Regions from separate parts of the Pan troglodytes genome. Here region 2 is linked to region 1. Evidence: chromatin contacts called from public HiChIP or PLAC-seq data. All regions are on one chromosome and are shown on one strand. The core of a region is the stretch at or near the end of the contact, and the rest is flanking DNA. Distances in the headings are between cores, read along the strand shown.

Region 1 (6,445 bases), core at 289-2,788:
ATATATATATATATATATATATATATATTTTTTTTTTTTTTTTGAGACAGAGTTTCGCTCTTGTTGCCCAGGCTGGAGTGCAATGGCGCGATCTCGGCTCACCGCAACCTCCACCTCCCGGGTTCAAGCGATTCTCCTGCCTCAGCCTCCCGAGTAGCTGGGATTACAGGCATGCGCCGCCATGCCCCAAAAAATAAATTTTAACAATGCTTGAGAATTATAAAAATTATGGGAGGCCTACAAATACCTATTACTACATTCGATTAACTGGTTTATTATTTGTCTTTCTCACACTTTCTGCCTATAAGAATATCCAACACAAACATCACATAAAAATTAACATGTACCAAAAGAAAGGAATTCAGTGAAATGACATTGAAGGTCACTAAGCAAAACTTTTTATGAGAAAACAGATATCCAAAATACTTGCTGTAAATAAATAAGTACTGCTTACTTCTAAAGGTACCTAACATTTATTACACACCAACTAGAGCCTAGTTTTTATATATTTTATCTGATCTTGGAAAGCTAAGCCTCGGAATGGCTCACTGCTTCTCCCAAGGTCACCAGAGCTGTAAACTGTGGCGCTGGAATTTAAATCTAGAGGCTTGCCCTGAACTAAGGTCCCTAATCTTTTTCCATAGCTTTTAAGGACACAATCACCACAGTGGCAACATTAAAAATTAGGAGCTCCTTTTAAGGCTTATCTGTCTTCAGAGTTTGCTGCCCAGGTTCACCAAGAAAGCCGAAATGATCTGAGCAAAGGCCAGGGGAAAGGCAAGGTACGCTGCAGCTTCCACAAACCCAGTAAGGACCTGGGCCCTCTAGACACTCACCGGAGAATTAAACTCTACTGAGCTGAACGCCTTCTCCCGAAATCTGACCTCACCCAGGGAGATATAAATCAAAACAGCATTAGGATAATATCTTTCCCGCCAAGCAAAATGCACGCACTGTACACATGAAGCACAGTCTATTGTTCCTGGGTCACCAGGACTCGGAGATGGAAGGCAAAGCCAGTACTGCAGAGGCCCACGTGGAAACAAGCCAGGAAGAGCATTTCACTGCCTTCTCCCAACCTCCACGCAGCCGAAATTAATCTCCTTGCGACTCAAACACACTCCAATGCCGACTTGAAATAAAGGCCTGCCACCTGGGTGTATAACTCAAATGGAAGAGAAATTCAAAACAATGAGAGAGCAAAATTAAGCGCACACTCACCAGCCCACCAAAACGGAGAGGGAAAGAAAGTGGAGAGACAGGAAGTCGCCTTGGGAAGTGTCTTCAGAACCTGATTGGCTAATGAGTTCAAGAGGATTCCCTCCTCCTTTACCTTAAAAGGTGCTGAAATGACGTAACCCACTCCACCCCTCTTTATGGACCAGTGATGCTTCTTGCACTATTTTTGGAGTGAACTTCTTCAACCAAGTTTCCTTTTGAGTTAATGTACTTAGGCAAAAACAGGCTAATTTAAGCTATTTATACACGTTGTTGTTTGCGTGGGCCTACTGCATTCTATTCCAAAGAATTTTCATCCCTTAAGGGTAATTTCTTATCCTTTGTGACCTCAACATGCTTAACTTATGCTAGGCAACAGATTCCATTATAAACGGTCTAGATCGATTCAAGTTAAAATTTACCTTCATTTTTTCCCCCCAGATCCAAAGCTGGCCTGATAAAATTTACCTTCAGGTAATCTTTGAACTAACAGGCTTAGTAGATAAAAGGTAGGTGGGTTAAGTGTTTTAGGCTTCAAATAAAATTTAGCTGATTTTGAATCTGAACCTTGCCACTTATTTGCACACATCTAAGCCTCAGTTCCAACTATAAAAAGAGGGAAAAAAGATGAAATCTTCCTACTCTGATGGTTATGAGGATTAAGTAAAATAATTTATATAATGTACTCAGTACAATGCCCGGTACACAGTACTCAATAATGTTAGCTGTTATTATTGTTATTACATATTTCTTGTTAGATTTACCTTCCCAAGTAGACTATAAACAACTGGAGATCAAAGTGTACGTTTTACACATCTCCAGACAAAAACAATGACTTTCAATGCTGAGGACATAATTGATTAATCAATTATTTTGACTCCTCACATCGCCCTCCAGTTAAAGTATAGGTTCTTACTCTGTTAAATTTTTTTTTTTTTTTTTTTGAAACAGGGTCTCACTTCGTGTCCCAGGCTGGAGTGCAGTGGTGAAATCTCGATTCACTGTAGCCTTGACCTCCCAGGTTCAAGCGATCTCCTGCCTCAGTAAGTAGCTGGGACTACAGGCGAGCACCATCACACCCAGCTAATTTTTGTATTTTTTTGTAGAGATGGGGTTTCGCCATGTTGCCCAAGCTGAAAGATTTCTTTTTAAGCCATAATTAGAGGACTCCCCGGCACAATATTCATCATTGTTCTTAATAAATACTATTATAATAATAGGGAATATATATACAAATATGTGTTATATGTACAAATATACATGTAATGTGCAAATGTTTGAAGTATAAAGATTCAAGTTATATGGAGAAATGATACAACTGTAACTCATAGTAGTTCTCATTTTTTAATCATTTCATCCTATCCACCCTTCTTCCACCTTACTAGAAATTACCTATTCTAATCCACTTTAGAGTTTACCTGCCCCAAATTTCCCAACATTTAGCATCAAATGCTAATTTGTTGTTTCATAATTGATTTATTGTAAGTTCGAGTCAAAACATTTCTTGAATGTTTACTATAAATATTCAAGAAATGTAATATTCATTACCTTGTTTAATCTTCACCTTAACCCAAGAATGTAAGCACTTTCATTATAACTATTTCACCAAAAAAAAAAAAAAAAAGGAAACAGAGTTATAGAGATTAAGGAATTTGTCTATTTAGCAAGTGGTAAAGTCAGAATTCAGATCCCAGTTGCTATGGTTTGACTGTCCCCTTCAAAATTCATGTTGTCACTCTAGTTTCTTTTCATATCGCATAAATCTTTCGCCTTTTACAAAATTAATGTTGAAACTTAATCCCTAAAGTGGCTGAAACTTAATCCTCATTAGAAGTGGGGCCTTCAAGAGGTGACTGGATCATGAGGGCTCTGCCCTCATGAATAAATTAATCCATTCATGGATTAATAGGTTATCATGGGAGGGGAACTAGTGGCTTTAAAGAAAAGGAAAAGAGACTTAAGGATAGCATGTTAGCAGCCTCAGCATCCTGGCCATGTGATTTCCTGCCACGCCTTGGAACATCACAGCGAGTCCCCTCCAGCAAGAAGGAGTTCAGATACAACCCAGAGGCAGTCCCTTAACCTTGGACTTCACAGCATGCATAACTGCAAAAAATAAATTTCTTTTTTAAAATAAATTACCCCACAGCCTAGCCAACATGGCGAAACCTCGTCTCTACTAAAAATACAAAAATTAGCTGAGCATGGTGGTATGGGCTTGTAGTCCCAGCTACTCAGGAAGCTGAGGTGGGAGGATCGATCACTTGAACCCGGGAGGCAGAGGTTGCAGTGAACCAAGATTGTGCCACTGCAGTCCAGCCTGAGTGACAGAGTGAGGCCCTTCTCAAAAACTAACTAACTAAATAAATAACCCAGGCTTGGTGTGATGGCTTAGACCTGTAATCCCAGCACTTTGGGAGGCCGAAGCAGGTGGATCTCTTGAAGCCAGGAGTTCGAGACCAGCCTGGCCAACATGTCGAAACCCCATCTCTACTAAAAATACAAAAAATTAGCCAGGCATGTTGGTGCACACCTGTAATCCCAGCTACTTGGGAGGCCGAGGCAGGAGAATCGCTTGAACTAATGAGGTGTAGGTTTGGAGTACCGCTATACTCCAGCCTGGGAGACAGAGCAAGACTTTGTATCCAAAAAATAAATTAATTAAAAAACAAACTAATAAATAAGTGACCCAGTTTCAGGTATTCTGTTATAAGCAACAGAAAACAAACTGAGACAGCAGCCATCCAACTTGACAGCCCAAACTCAACCACCACATTGCACTGCTTCCTATTGTGTGATTTCAGAAAACCTTAGAAAGTACAATATTCTTTTCAAATTCCCATTAAATATCTAACATTTCTTTATGATATTCTGTATTCCAGGCTTTAATACTTATAATAATCCATGATGAAATTCTCTTCAGCTGGTAACATCAAAATTTTGTGCTCTGTAAAATAACTTTGAAATTGTTTAAAAGTCTATAGATTCCTGGGGCCAGGTGTGGTAGGTCACATCTGTAGTCCCAATACTTGGTAGGTGGAGGCAGAAGGAGCGCTTGAGCCCAAGAGTTTGAGGGCAGCCTGGGCAGCATGGTAAAACAACTGTCTCTACAAACAATAAAAATAAAAAATTGCCAAGAGTGGTGATGCCTCTATAGTCCCAGCTACTAAGGTAGGCTGAGACGGGAAGAGAGCATGAGCCCAGAAGGTAGAGGTTGTAGTGAGCTGTGTTTACACCACTGCACTCTAGCCTGGGCAACAGAGTGAGACCCTGTTTCAAAAAAAAGTAGATTCCTGGGACACACGTCATTCAGAGATTCTAATTCAGTGGGTGGGACTCAGGAATATGTATTTTAATAAGCACCCTCAGGTACTTCCGGTAGATTTGAGGCTCACCCTTTGGAGAACACCAACTGAATGACTATCGTTTAAGGATGTTATCACTGAAAGGGTGGTGGGGGTGAGGGATAAAGACTACATGCTGAGTACAGTGTACACTGCTTGGGTGATGGGTGCACTAAAATCTCAGAAATCACCAGTAAAGAACTTATTCATGTAACCAAACACCACCTGCTCCTCAAAAACCTATTGAAATAAAAAATAAATTTAAAAAAAGGAAAAAAGGGATGTTATCACTGCTGAAGTGAGTAAACTCTTGGAAAAGGCAGCACTCTAAAAATTTCATTTATAATTTATTCAAAATGAAGAATTGAGAATGGCCATTTGTCTGTAATTAAAAATTAAGCATCTCCTTTGCAAGTTCACATTTGGTTATCCACCCTGGAGAACTATTGTGCTCAAATGGGCATGTTCAAGGAAGGATGTTCCTTGTAGCACTGGTTATGACGGCAAAACAATTAGAAACACCCATGTCTATTCAAAGATCATTCAATCATGATACAACTATTCCTTGGCGGCAGGGGTGGTTAATGGGTACAAAAAAATCGTTAGAAAGAATGAATAAAACCTACTATTTGATAGCACAATAGGGTGACTACAGTCAATAATGACTTAATTGTACATTTTAAAATAACTGAAAGACTGTCCATGGATAAAGGTTTCAGGGGATGGATACCCCGTTCTCCAGGATGTGTTTATTTCACATTGCACATAAAACATCTCATGTGCTGGGTGCGGTGGCTCACGCCTGTAATCCCAGCACTTTGGGAGGCCGAGGCGGGTGGATCACGAGGTCAAGAGTTCAAGATCAGCATGACCAACATGGTGAAACCCTATCTCTACTAAAATATACAAAAATTAGCCGGGCATGGTGGTGTGCGCCTGTAATCCCAGCTACTCAGGAGGCTGAGGCAGGAGAATCGCTTGAACCACGGAGGTGGAGGTTGCAGTGAGATGAGATCGCGCCATTGCACTCCAGCCTGGGTGACAGAGCGAGACTCAGTCTCAAATAAATAAGTAAATAAACAAATATCTCATATACCCCATAAATTGATACACCTATTATGTACCCACAACATTTTTTAAATGATACAACCATTCTATGAGATACTACCCAGTAGTTAAACAGAATGAAGTAAATCTGCATGTACTGACATGAAAACATCTCCAATGCATATGAAGTGAAAATAGCCAAGAATAACACCATGTAATATGCTCACGTTTATGTAACACTTCTCCCCCCCCCCACAAAAAAATGCAAAATAGAATAATTCTGTATGTGCACATTTTTGCAAGTAAATGAAAAGAAAATAGTCTGGAAAGAGACACACCAAACTGCTAACAAGTTACTCCTAGGAGCAGGATTGAGGGAATTAAGGGAGGAGCTTTTTGGTTTTGAATATCTGCAATGTTTTATGAGAAGAATGTGTTCGTGTCTAAAAAATAAAACAGTACCTCTCCACAAAATAAGGGTAGAGACCCAAGAGTAGGTTTCAATTTAGAGGGGAGAAGAGAAAAGTAGGAGACCCCAACCCCCTAAGGCAGCAAAGGACAGGCTTCAAAGGCTAAATGGACACCACATTGAATGCCTATCCCCCAAGTTGAACCTAGGACTCCAGAGATTGGGCCTTCTACATGTTCACCACCTCCTACCCCAACTCTGAGCTACTACTTTCCCCCTTTGAATACGTCTCAGAACTCTCTCCATTTTAAATTAATATCTCTTGAGGATCCTTTCCTTCCAAAGTTGTAGCAAAGTAGAAGGTTCTCATCAACTTCCCTTTCCTAGCTATTCCTGAAGACATGTATGCAAATTCCTTTAAATGGTG
Region 2 (6,014 bases), core at 3,365-5,864, 140 kb after region 1:
ATTATTTGCGCCCTAGTTACACATATATTCCAAAAACTGTCCTAAAAATATTTTTAAAATATCTACACTTTGTGAAAGACACTCCTTAAAAAAGCTTACACTCTGGGTAGGGAGACAGAATAGTGTAAACATTGACAGTATAACATATCAGGTCAGGAGTGGTGGCTCATGCCTGTAATCCCGGTGTTTTGGGAGGCTGAGGTGGAGGATTGCTTGAGCCCAGGAGTTCAAGGTTACAATGAGCCATGATCTAAACCTGGGCAACAGAGCAAGATCCTGTCTCAAAAAAAAAAAAAATCAGCACTAGTATTTTATTACATGGAAAAATATCAATACTAGAAATTCATGATACAACACATGCTTCATAATAAAAGAATTAAACAATGTAATTCAAGTTCAAGAAAAGAAGAGATCACTTCTAGCTAGAGCAGCCAGAGAAAACTTCTAAAACATAAAGAAAAATGAGTATTGTGCATGGATAACTAGGATCTGAGCTCTGTGTTGAGTAGATCAATAGGCAGAAAAATGCAAAAAGTAATCATAATATTTGGAACTTGCTCACAGTTAATAAAGCTTTTTTTTTTTTTTTTTGAGACAGAGTCTCATTCTGTCGCCAGGCTGGAGTGCAGTGGTGTGATGTCTGCCCACCTCCCGGGATCAAGCGATTCTCCTGCCTCAGCCTCCCGAGTAGTTGGGATTACAAGTGTGTGCCACCACACCCAGCTAATTTTTGTATTTTTAGTAGAGATGGGGTTTCACCACGTTGGCCAGGATGGTCTCAATCTCTTGAACTCGTGATTCACCCGCCTCGGCCTCCCAAAGTGCTGGGATTACAGGCATGAGCCACTGTGCCCGGCCAATAAAGCACATTCATAGTTATATTCATTTTATTTCAGAACCCACTGTGATGTGGACAGGGAAGGCAAGACTATATCTTTATTTTACAGATGTGGAAACTGAGGCTGTGTAAACTGGAGTCATTTAAGCTAAGTGACAGATTGAAATGGAGCTCTAAATCCCCATCTTCTGACTTATGATCTAATATTTTACATTCAAATAATTTGATAGGTAGATTGAAAGGGGCAGAAGCACAGAAGTGGCAGAGAGAAGGTGCTTGGGATGAGCCCCCTTTTATGCTAAATGCCTGGAACATAGAAGCTGCTTGATAGATGGCTCTCTAATTAATTAATGAAGTAACTTAAGCCCCATCTTGGGATAAATTTGCTGGGTACTGAACAATATTGTTAGCTGCAGTTGCAAGCAGGGAGGATATTCAGCTGGGGCACTACAGGGTGGCTGGCATTGGTTGTTTATGGTGCCATTGGTTCTGATTGGTTGGTACCTGTATTATACAGATAAGTCATTTTAATATTATCTCTGGTAAATATTGAGTGTCTCAGGTATTGCCTGATTTTTACCTATGGGGTGGGATCTTCTCACTTAGATTGAGAACATTTGCTAGGACATAAAAAACACTACAGATAGCATAAACGACAAACATTTATTTTCTCACAGCTCTGGAGTCTGGAAGCCCAAGATCAAGATATTGGCAGGTTTGCTTTCTCCTGAGGCTTCTCTCCTTAGCTTACAGATGGCCACCTTCTCACTGTGGCATAAATGGCCTTTTCTCTACACACATTTTTGCTTTCTCTTCCTCTTTCTCTTCTTTTTCTGTGCTTTTAGAGACAGGGTCTCACTCTGTCACCCAGGCAGGAGTGCAGTGGTGCAGTCATAGTCTGTGGCGGCCTTGAACTCCTGGGCACAAGCAATCCTGCCACCTCAGTCTCCCAAGTAGCTGGGATGACAGGTGCATGCCACCATGCCTAGCTAATATTTTAATTTTTTGTAGAGACAGGGTTTCACTATGTTGCCCAGGCTGGTCATTGGTCTCTAACTCCTGGGCTCAAGTGATCCTCTTGCTTTGGTGTCCAAATGCTGGGATTACAGGTGAGCACCACCCTGCCTGGCCTCTCTTCTTCTTATGAGAACAACAGTCTTATTGGATTGTGTCCCCACCATTATGACCTCATTTAAACTTAATTACCTTTTTAAGGGACTTATCTCCAAATATAGTCACAATGAGGGTTAGAGCGTCAACATAAGAATTTGGGGGAACACACTTCAGTGTGTTATATAATAGAATATAAAGACACTGTGAAGATTTCAAAGCATTTTTTTCTTTAGATTTCCAACAAAGTGATAACTAGTACAGTGTGTACATGGCCAGAGGATGGGGTGGAAAACATCTGCTTGGCTTCTATGACCCAAAGTGTCCCAATCTGATTTCTTTTTTTTCACATATTCCACATGCCCTATTTCTTTTTTCCTCTTTCCTGAAGTGGTAATTTACCACCTGTGTGAAAACAACACAATCCCTTACTGCATTTCAAAGGCACAGAAAGTTTCTGGTAATGTGCAGAGTGAGTTAACTAAGACGAGGGGTAGTTTGCCGGGGGTTGGGTGGGATTGGGTAGGGTGTGACCTGGTTTTAAAGAATTAATTTACGTTAATTACATTGGGACTTTGCTCCCTTGTAATTTGCTCCTTGCTCTTCCTGGGCCTCAGTTCTTTGCTCTTTCCTTTAGGGAATTCCTGGCTTCCCTTTCTAGGAGCCAAGGTCTTTGGAATAGAGGATGGTAGGCCAGTCCTTTATCTCTGCTCTGTTCTTCCTGCCACTGAGTGAGGCACAGATGGAAGTCTCACTCTTAGAAAAGAGAAATACAAGTGATCCCTATAACAGAAAGAGAAGGGCTGGATGTGCTGGTTCATGCCCATAATCCCAGTACTTTGGGAGGCTGAGGTGGGAGGATCACTTGAGCCCAGGAGTTTGAGACCAGCCTGGGCAACATGAAGATACCCCATCTCTAAAAAAATAAAAATAAAAAATAGGCGAATGCGGTGGTGCGTGCCTGTAGTCCTAGCTACTTGGGAGGCAGAGGAAAGAGGATCGCTTGAGCCTAGGAGATTGAGGCTGCAGTGAGCTGAGGTTGAGCCACTACACTCCAGCCTGGGTGGCAGAGCGAGACCCTATCTAAAAACAAACAAACAAAAAACAACAACAACAAAAAAAAAACAGGGAAAAACCCTAAAATGTTTTAATTTCAGTAATTGGAGAAAATGGAAGACCAAAGATTATGGTGATAAGGGGAGTAGATATTTTATTTTATTTTTTGAGATAGGGTCTCACTCTGTCACTCAGACTGGAGTGCAGTGGCGCCATCACAGCTCACTGCAGCCTTGACTTCCTGGGCTCGGGTGATTCTCCTGCCTCAGCCTCCCTAGTAGCTGGGACCACAGATGCCACCACACCTGGCTAATTTTTGTATTTTTTGTAGAGATGGGACTTCACCATGTTGCTCAGGCTGGTCTCAAACTCCTGGGCTCAAGTAATCCTCCTGTCTTGGCCTCCCAAAGTGCTGGGATTACAGGTCTGAGGCACTGTGCCTGGCCAGGGATAGATATTTTTAAAACCGCATATTTAGCTTGTGATCTAGAGAGAATAAAAGATCTCAGCTGAGAGGGCAGGAATAAAATACGTTCCACAAGGCAATACTGAGTGACTTAGAACCTATTCCTGCCACTTTTTTTTAGTTTCCTTGATCTTGCGGGTGGAGGGTAAGTGTGTTACTAAGTATGTTCCTGGACAAGGAGTCCCTCTGAAGATAGAAGTGATGAGAAGATAGAAGAAAAGGTAATAAGGCATTAATGAACTCTAATCACCCTAAGATTGATGATTGTCTGGTTCCTGTCTATAGGAATGCTACAGGAACTCTTTTACCCTAAAAGTAAATAATAAAGCACAGTTCCAGTTTCTTTTATGTGGATACAAGGTAGCAGTGACTATAAAAGATAAGAGCAGTGCTGTGCTCTAGCATAAAAACGTAATTATGCTATGCAATATGGTAGCCACTAACCACATGTGGCTATCGAGAAGTTACAGTGTAATTAGTATGATTAGGTAACTGAATTATTTTTATTATATTTCATCTTAATTAATTTTATTACTTTTAAATAGCCACACATGGCTAGTGCCTTCTGTTTTGAACAGTGTGGGATTCATTGGTATTGATAGGCTGGATATACCTCTAGTTTTTATTTTGATTCAATTTATGGTTAGGAGAGTCTAGAAAGAACAAAAGAGAAAGAGACAATGGAGATTAATCATAATAGCCAGCATTTAATGTGTGCTTATTATATAGCCAGGCATTTACCTAAACATGTAAAAGGTATTCTGTATAATCCTTGCAAAAATAGTACGATTATTGCTATTTTACAGATGAAAAAATTGAAGCATAATAAGAATTTTACTTGCCTAGAATCACACAACGAGTAAATAAGGGGTGAAGATGGCATTCATACACAGGTAGTTTTATTAGAGCCCATTCATTTACACTACATAGATTCAGGAATGAGGTGGCATGGGGCCATGGTTCCCAAACTCTGTGCCAAAGTACAAGCTCACAAGGGTATTGTGGAATATTTTTAATTTTCAAAGGAAACACAGCAATATTTTATATTTCTTAAACACTGTGTGACCTATTAACCTGAGGTGATTCACAGTTGGAACATTAGATTGTGCTACATTCCTTTTGATGACAATATATCTGGCCGGGTGTGGTAGCTCGTGCCTATACTCTCAGCACTTTGAGAGGCCGAGGCGGGCAGATCAGTTGAAGTCAGGAGTTCAAGGCCAGCTTGGCCAATATGGCAAAACCCTGTCTCTACTAAAAATACAAAAATTAGCCAGGCATGGTGGCAGGCACCTGTAATCCCAGCTACTCGGGAGGCTGAGGCAAAAGAATGGCTCAAACCGAGGCGGCAGAGATTGCAGTGAGGCAAGATCGTGCCACTGTACTCCAGCCTGGGTTACAGAGTGAAACCTTGTCTCAAAAAATATATATATATATAAAGACAACATATCTTTACAAAAGATGGTTTTAGAAGGTCCCTCTGATAAAAATTAAGTATTAAGTAAAAAAAAAAAAGTACTGTGTAAAAATCAGCATGGAACAGAAAATGAGGGTGGCAGCATTGGATTCCTGCATGTGAGAAGTTGAGTAGCGCCAAACAGATGTACATATCCCGTAAGTAACTGTTTGTGGTTATTTAAGAACAAAAATTTTTTTTCAATTTGTGTGCATTGTTATTTTCAAAGTGCTAGTAAGTTCTCAGGAAACAGCTACTCACTCTGTTGCCCAGGCTGGAGTGCAATGGTGTGATCTCAGCTCACTGCAACCTCCACTTCCCGGGTTCAAGCCATTCTCCCTGCCTCAGCCTCCCAAGTAGCTGGGATTACAGGCGCCTGCCACCACGCCCAGCTAATTTTTTGTATTTTTAATACAGATGGGGTTTTGCCTTGTTGGCCAGGCTGGTCTCCGACACCTGACCTCAGGTGATCCACCCACCTCGGCCTCCCAAAGTGCTGGGATTACCGGCGTGAGCCACCGCGCCTGGCCTTTATATATAAATTTTTTTTAATTTTTTAAATTAAAAATTAAATGTAAATTTAATGTAAAAATGTAAATTTAATGTAAAAATTAAATTTTAAATGTGGGCAGAAGAAATAGTTGTATTCTACCAAAGACACGCTATTTATGTTATATTCTGGTACCCGTGTATTCCGATAACAGAATTTTCTTCGTGGGAGGAGTCCTCTAGTTACCTGAATTGCTTGGATCAATATTGCGCAGATCAAGGGATTATCTGTGTCCCTACCCACCAAATCCATCCTTATCCTTTCTCCTTTCTGTCGGCATCTAGGACCCCGGAATTCTTGCCTGAGAACTTTTTATTCTCCCTGTCTGGGCCTGGATGTGCTCTCCTAAACCCTGTATCCTCCAAGTTAGCACTGTTGCCGGGGGCGACCCAGCTTCCCTTGTCCAGGGAGCAACTCGGACACAGGCTCGCTTCATTTTTATTCTGGGGTTGTACAATCTAAGGTATGAAATTTTTCCTTTTTGAATCTCTCACGGTTTGCTATTGACACAGCAACAACATAATGTTGCAAGGAGAGG

What was found. HiChIP or PLAC-seq counts read pairs in DNA pulled down with a chosen protein or histone mark.
Region 2: an H3K4me3 HiChIP or PLAC-seq map of stem cell-derived excitatory neurons shows a contact between it and region 1, with 4 times the contacts expected there. The contact joins the promoter of PNP here to the promoter of CCNB1IP1 in region 1.

Annotation. Positions count from the first base shown.
Region 1 is chr15:18,770,340-18,776,784 of NHGRI_mPanTro3-v2.0_pri, forward strand. CCNB1IP1 (cyclin B1 interacting protein 1) reads right to left here and starts at 1,539. Exons shown (of 8, transcript XM_063792776.1): 1 at 1,334-1,539.
Region 2 is chr15:18,903,818-18,909,831 of NHGRI_mPanTro3-v2.0_pri, forward strand. PNP (purine nucleoside phosphorylase) reads left to right here and starts at 4,615. Exons shown (of 7, transcript XM_009427405.3): 1 at 4,615-5,084; 2 at 5,761-6,014.